Regions from separate parts of the Anas platyrhynchos genome. Here region 1 is linked to region 2. A link is a contact called in public Hi-C data. All regions are on one chromosome and are shown on one strand. The core of a region is the stretch at or near the end of the contact, and the rest is flanking DNA. Distances in the headings are between cores, read along the strand shown.

Evidence for each region. Hi-C and Micro-C count contacts between places; a contact is called where the count stands out from the background.
Region 1: a Hi-C map of F1 follicle shows a contact between it and region 2, with 3 times the contacts expected there. The contact joins the promoter of AMMECR1 here to the enhancer-like site in region 2. A contact is called at or near these places in 4 of 8 Hi-C or Micro-C datasets (F1 follicle, liver, skeletal muscle and 1 more).

Annotation. Positions count from the first base shown.
Region 1 is chr10:5,780,095-5,782,794 of IASCAAS_PekinDuck_T2T, reverse strand. AMMECR1 (AMMECR nuclear protein 1) reads left to right here and starts at 1,393. Exons shown (of 8, transcript XR_003499601.3): 1 at 1,393-1,594. All of the region lies in intron 5 of LOC110351905, which reads right to left.
Region 2 is chr10:5,654,621-5,657,332 of IASCAAS_PekinDuck_T2T, reverse strand. The region is part of intron 5 of TMEM164 (transmembrane protein 164); the gene reads right to left. Among named protein-coding and RNA genes, the nearest start is that of TMEM164, 36 kb to the right of the region's middle. Within about 2 kb of position 1,397, at least 3 of the 8 cell types and tissues checked have an H3K27ac peak or open chromatin away from gene starts, as enhancers often do. A contact at or near this core is called in F1 follicle and subcutaneous adipose tissue, where this site is marked.

The sequences.
Region 1 (2,700 bases), core at 144-2,643, 130 kb before region 2:
ATAGGACAAATGCCTAACTCCTTAGCCCCAGAGAACTTCGCTGTAGCATGAAACGACAGCAACTAGTATATATTAAATATATTCCCATACACACAGCATTTGCAAGACAAAATGCTCTGATATTCTTAAAGAAGTATAGTTTCATGGCTTGTCCTTTAAAGTGGACAGTCCTACGGAATGATCACACATCTCTGTGGCTGAAGCACATTACCCATGTTGTTCTCCTTACGATGCCATTATTGTCTGGCATGACTTGACAATCTGATGGCAAAACAAACGCACACTGAAGTAAGGGCAATATCCAGCCTTTTTTCTCAGATGCATAATTGTTTTCCAAAAGCAGCAGCTTCTCATAACCCAGTCCCATGTGGCTGAACCTAACCCAGATATAGCACTGAAAGCTCTTTCCCTTTTCAGTGTCAGTACAAAGAAAACCGGGGACTAGCTCCTAGCCCATGCTCTGGCAGCTTTAACACTGTCCTAAATAGGTTACTGAGGATTACTTTTGGCACTATTTGGGAAACTTAAATGGCTTCAAGCCAATGTACCCAGCTTTGTGCCAACTGCTTCTTGTTCTCTTCTAAATCAGGGAAGTAACATAAAAAAGTGCCAGGGAGCAAGCTGAGGGCTGGGGCTGAAGGATGCTACACTCCAGCGATCTGTGTGAGCACAGGGAATCCATAGGCGCCACCTCTACAGACCAGAACAACCTGGAGCAGTCCTTAGGCTCCTGTCATTTGTTCTGGGCACAGCACAGAGACACCAGTGTCTCCTCTGAGGCTGTGACACTCTAGCGATTCTTGAAATTTTGTCCATAAGTCACTGCTTGCAGAAAAAATTCTCAAAGTGTTATAGCACCCTTTCTCCTGCAAAATGTTACCTGAAATGTTTTCACTCTGTGGGACTACAAATGGCTTAAAGGAGGAATTTAACATACACCCCACAGAAGGCAGAGGTTTTCAGAAATTAGAACCGTGCAATTTCCAAGACCTCTGCAAAACATCAGCTTGCCTGACTGCTTTGAAATTTATTAAGTACGGCACTGCTACAAAATAGTCTCACTGCATCAGAGATGTTGCAGTTGAAAAGAACTTTTTTGGTCATTTTTCCTCTCCAGTCTCCTGTTGCAGAACTTTCTTCCATGCTGAACTCCGAAGGGTTAACTGGCATTGCTTGGAGGAGGGGGAAATCAGAGGTCAGCTCATGTTCTGATACCAGTGAACTCACAAGTTACTCCTTAAACATGTGGTTTCATCGTAGGTTCTTCCTGCCAGCAATTTCTCACTTTAATCATACACCCACAGCAACCCAGATCTTTAAATTCAGCAATTCTTTCTCAGGTTTCAGCAAGTCATTGGCAGCCTGAGCTATTTTTGGGATATTTTCTCTACTGCAGATGCAGCTTAGGAAAACGCAGGGAGCATGCTAAAGACCTGCAGCTATTTGCCTTGTACAATTTGCTCATTTCTCTTTATTTCTCTGTTTTCCTGCACTGATCACTTAAAGGACAATCTCTCTTGCAAACAAAATCCCCGGAGCCTGATTAGAGGGACTGAAGGCTCCCAGACACGGATTGCCTGCCAGCCACAGCACGGTAAGGACATGGACACTTTTGGCTAGCCTTGCATTGCAGTTTTTTAAGCTTTGCTGAACGTTTATTTGTGTCCATCGCTTCCAAATCAACACTGCTGGCATGGCAGGCAGTCTCCAGCTCCTGGTCTCCATTTTCATTCCCTAAAATCCTCAGCACTTGTAAGTAACACATTTATACTCACCGTCTCTTTGTGTGTTCTAGAAATCAGTGACTGACACTAATTTTGATCAGTGCCAGGGGTTTTTTGTTTTACTTACATTTTAGCATCTTTTACAGATCTGTAATTTTTAATCCTTACTGAAACTGTGGGTATTTCTATTGCCTGATCTTCTCTATTTTAGGTATATTGTTAGTCTCGTTATTTAGCTCAGCAAATAATTCAAATCAGGGACTTGTTTTATATACTGTAGATGAAAACATTATAAAAAGACCTGCTATTGTTGGTTTACAATTATATACATATCTTCTCTTGTGCACAGGCTCTGCTATAATACCTTAAAGCTGCCACACAGCAGTGTGCTAACGTTACAAAGACAAATACGCTGTAAAACCAATGCAGCAGACTGAGTTGTACTAAAAATGAATCGGTTTTATCGTGCAGTTCTTCATACACAGGCTCACAGAAATGCATGAAGTAAGCTCTGCAAGAATGATGAGATTCCTGTTTTACAGGACATACCGTTTTATAGAAGTACTTGTAAGAATATTTTACTTATACATACTACTGCAGGAAGATTAACACAGTTCTTTTCCTAATGAACGTACAAACCAAATTCTGGGAATTTGTGGTAACCGAAACTGGAGAAGGGATTCTTCTGGTCCTTCCCTTCCTGTACTTGAGGCTTCTCTGAGAAACTGAATTGTTTTATCCTTTCCAGATTACTGGTATGATGATTGCAAAAAGAGAAACCTCCTGAGGGCTTAATGTACAGCATCCAAATCTTTGACTGCAACTTGGTGTCTGCTGTCCTGCTGAGAGGTTTTAGAAAGCCTGACTTTGCACTTGAGGTAGGGAGGCCTTCAGATAGAGGAAGCAATCAGAAGCTATCTGTATCTGCTGCCAGGACAGACAAGAACATAATGGACAAATGTAGCCCCATTGTCTT
Region 2 (2,712 bases), core at 148-2,647:
TACAAAGAAAGTCTTTGTACTACCTCCCCAGCTGCAGGATAAAGAAAACATACTTTGACTCGCAAAGTTTTTTTTTTGTTGCTTATGCAGACTTATGGGCATGTTTAGCCTAGATGCAAAACATGAGATAAAATTTAAATAAGGTATAGAAGAAGAATAGTTCAGTTGGAAGCAGCCTACATAGATCAAAGTCCACCTGCCTGATCACTTCAGGACTAAACAAAAGTTAAAGCATATTTACTGAGGGCATCATTCAGGTGCTTCTTGAACACGGACAGACATGGGGCATCTAAAACAGCTTCCAGAAACTGGCAGAGTAGTGCTATATCATATTCAATTTCACATGAACTTGCCTAGTTGGCAGCTGCTTACGTTATAACAGAAGTTTCTGTAAAGTCTGAGAACAGATTCTAAAGAAGTAAACACTCAGAAAAACTATAATAGACCTCAATATTGGGAACGATTTGGGAGACCTACAGTGCAGTGTGTAAACACTGAAATAGACAAGTGAGCCTAACTATGAAACAGGATTGGTGGGAGAATACAGTCATTAAAAGACCCAAGTATTAGTCTTTTAAGTAAAATTGCACAAGATTACAAAATGGATCAGTGACATAGTTTGGCTTTGAAACGCAGCTTCTTGTGGCCAGCTCCAATCTAGTGAAGGAATCATGTTTCAGAAGTCACTTAGGAGAACTGTTCAGGTTCCTACAGCTGTGAATTTCACACTGCTACATCCTCTCTTTGTTCCAAGACTTAAAAGGAGAAAAACATGGTGACTCTCACCCACTACAGACTCTCAATCTTGCTATATAAGAGAAAATTTCCTCCTTGCTAGACTTTGCAATCCTGAGAACGATAGTGTGATTTTCAGCAGTATCTTTATCTGGACATCAAGGGACAAAAAGGAAACAATGACCTCCACAGAAAAGCATTTCAGAGAGCTTTGGATTCCCACATGCATTTGGGGGAACTAATTTTAAATTAATACCTGGGATATTTTCTGTACATTTGTCACTGAGTAAATAATCACTATAGATTTTATTACTGTACTGTCCTGCTATTTAACAGATGCCTGCTTAACAGAGCAGTGTGATCTATTTTCTATAGTACACAGTCTGCTAATGAAAACATACAAACAGGAAAATTGAGATCCAGCTGAGTGGCTGTTTGAATGGCCTGTGTTGTCTTTGGCAAAAGCTATTTGCTGCTTACACGAGAAATCAATTTCAATATGTGGCAGTGAGTTTCACTATCTCTCTATCCACAAAGGATCACAGGCAGTTCTTATACGTTAAGCACTTTCAAAAATTTAATCCAGCTGCCAGTCTGGCACTAATCTCATTCTCGGAAACGCTCATGCCCCAGACAGTTGAGACTGTTTCAAATCAGGGTCATCCAAGTAGGCTGTATGTTTGTTCCTGTGTTGAAATAGCATGGCAGTGCATCTTTCAGTTTAGATTAAACTTCATTATTTCAGTAGCACTGATAGGAAGGACTTCATATAGGTTGAGGGCCTTGGGATTCTTCATCGGCTTCTGCAGCAAGGAGTTGCGTGACCTTGAACAAGCTATGCAGTTAATTTTGCCATTTACAAAATGGAAGTGTGGCTTGAATAATCTAAAGATCAACACAGAGACTCAATTTATTTTATATTGGTTTCCATCTTCCCCTGCAAAGTCTTGTGTTAGTTGCAGTGTTATAAATGTCTAGTGTCTTAGGAATTACTGATATTTATTTAAAGTTATCAAATAATAGGATCGTAAAAATTTGAATGCAATTTACTAGAAAGGAAAACAGAATGCAGTACAGTTATTCCTGCTTGAATAGGAGAATTAGAACCTAAATACAGTATATTTTTTTAATTTGATAGGGTTTAAAAATAATCCCTCTTTCCTAATTAATGTCTTGCTTTATTTGCTACTATATTTAATAGAGATGTTTCAGTTTTCCGGCCCCAAACATTCTCCTTTTGTAGTCTCCTAACTAGAGCTATACATACTTGATCCAGAACTCTGAGCAACTGTTGCAATTCCTTCATTTTCAAGCTGTAAAAAGGCGAGGGCAAACTTAATTCCGTTTTATTTCCCTTAATCAAGGGGTTAATTTCAATAGTGTATTTTGATCTATTGAGCTAGCCTAAAGAACGAACTTCCTTTCCAGGGGGAGAACAGAAAAACTGTTCTCCAGAGGATGAGCTAGTTATCACCTGAAATCTGCAATTTCCCCTACAGTTGTTCTGAATTTATGGGCAGATTTCAAAACACAACCTTATACCAGGAGATTTTTATTCCCCAACCGTCAGCTACTCTTGTCAAAATCACCTTGGACAGGAGATCTTGTATTACTTGCTCCTGTCAGGAGCGACTTTTGATAGTCCATAAAGAAGGCTCTTCCTTTTCCTTCACATTGTTAGTCATTCTTCCATATACTGGTAAAAATAAAATAAAATAAAATTGCTCAACTTCTCAGTCTCTTGCATGTAGAGGGAAGTCTTTAACAGACCTTGGGCCCAGTCAGAACATCCTTTTTTAGCTCAAGTGTTTCACAGTAGGAACTGCCCAGTGCATGAAGCTCAGTGGGTCACGTCACAGACACTGTCTCCTCCTCTTCCTCTCCAGCTCTCTTAAATCTTCGAACAAGACCAGCTTGAAATGCTCGAGCTGCAGAAGAGCCTGCAGCCCAGCACACAGCTCCAGCTGCCAAGTGCCA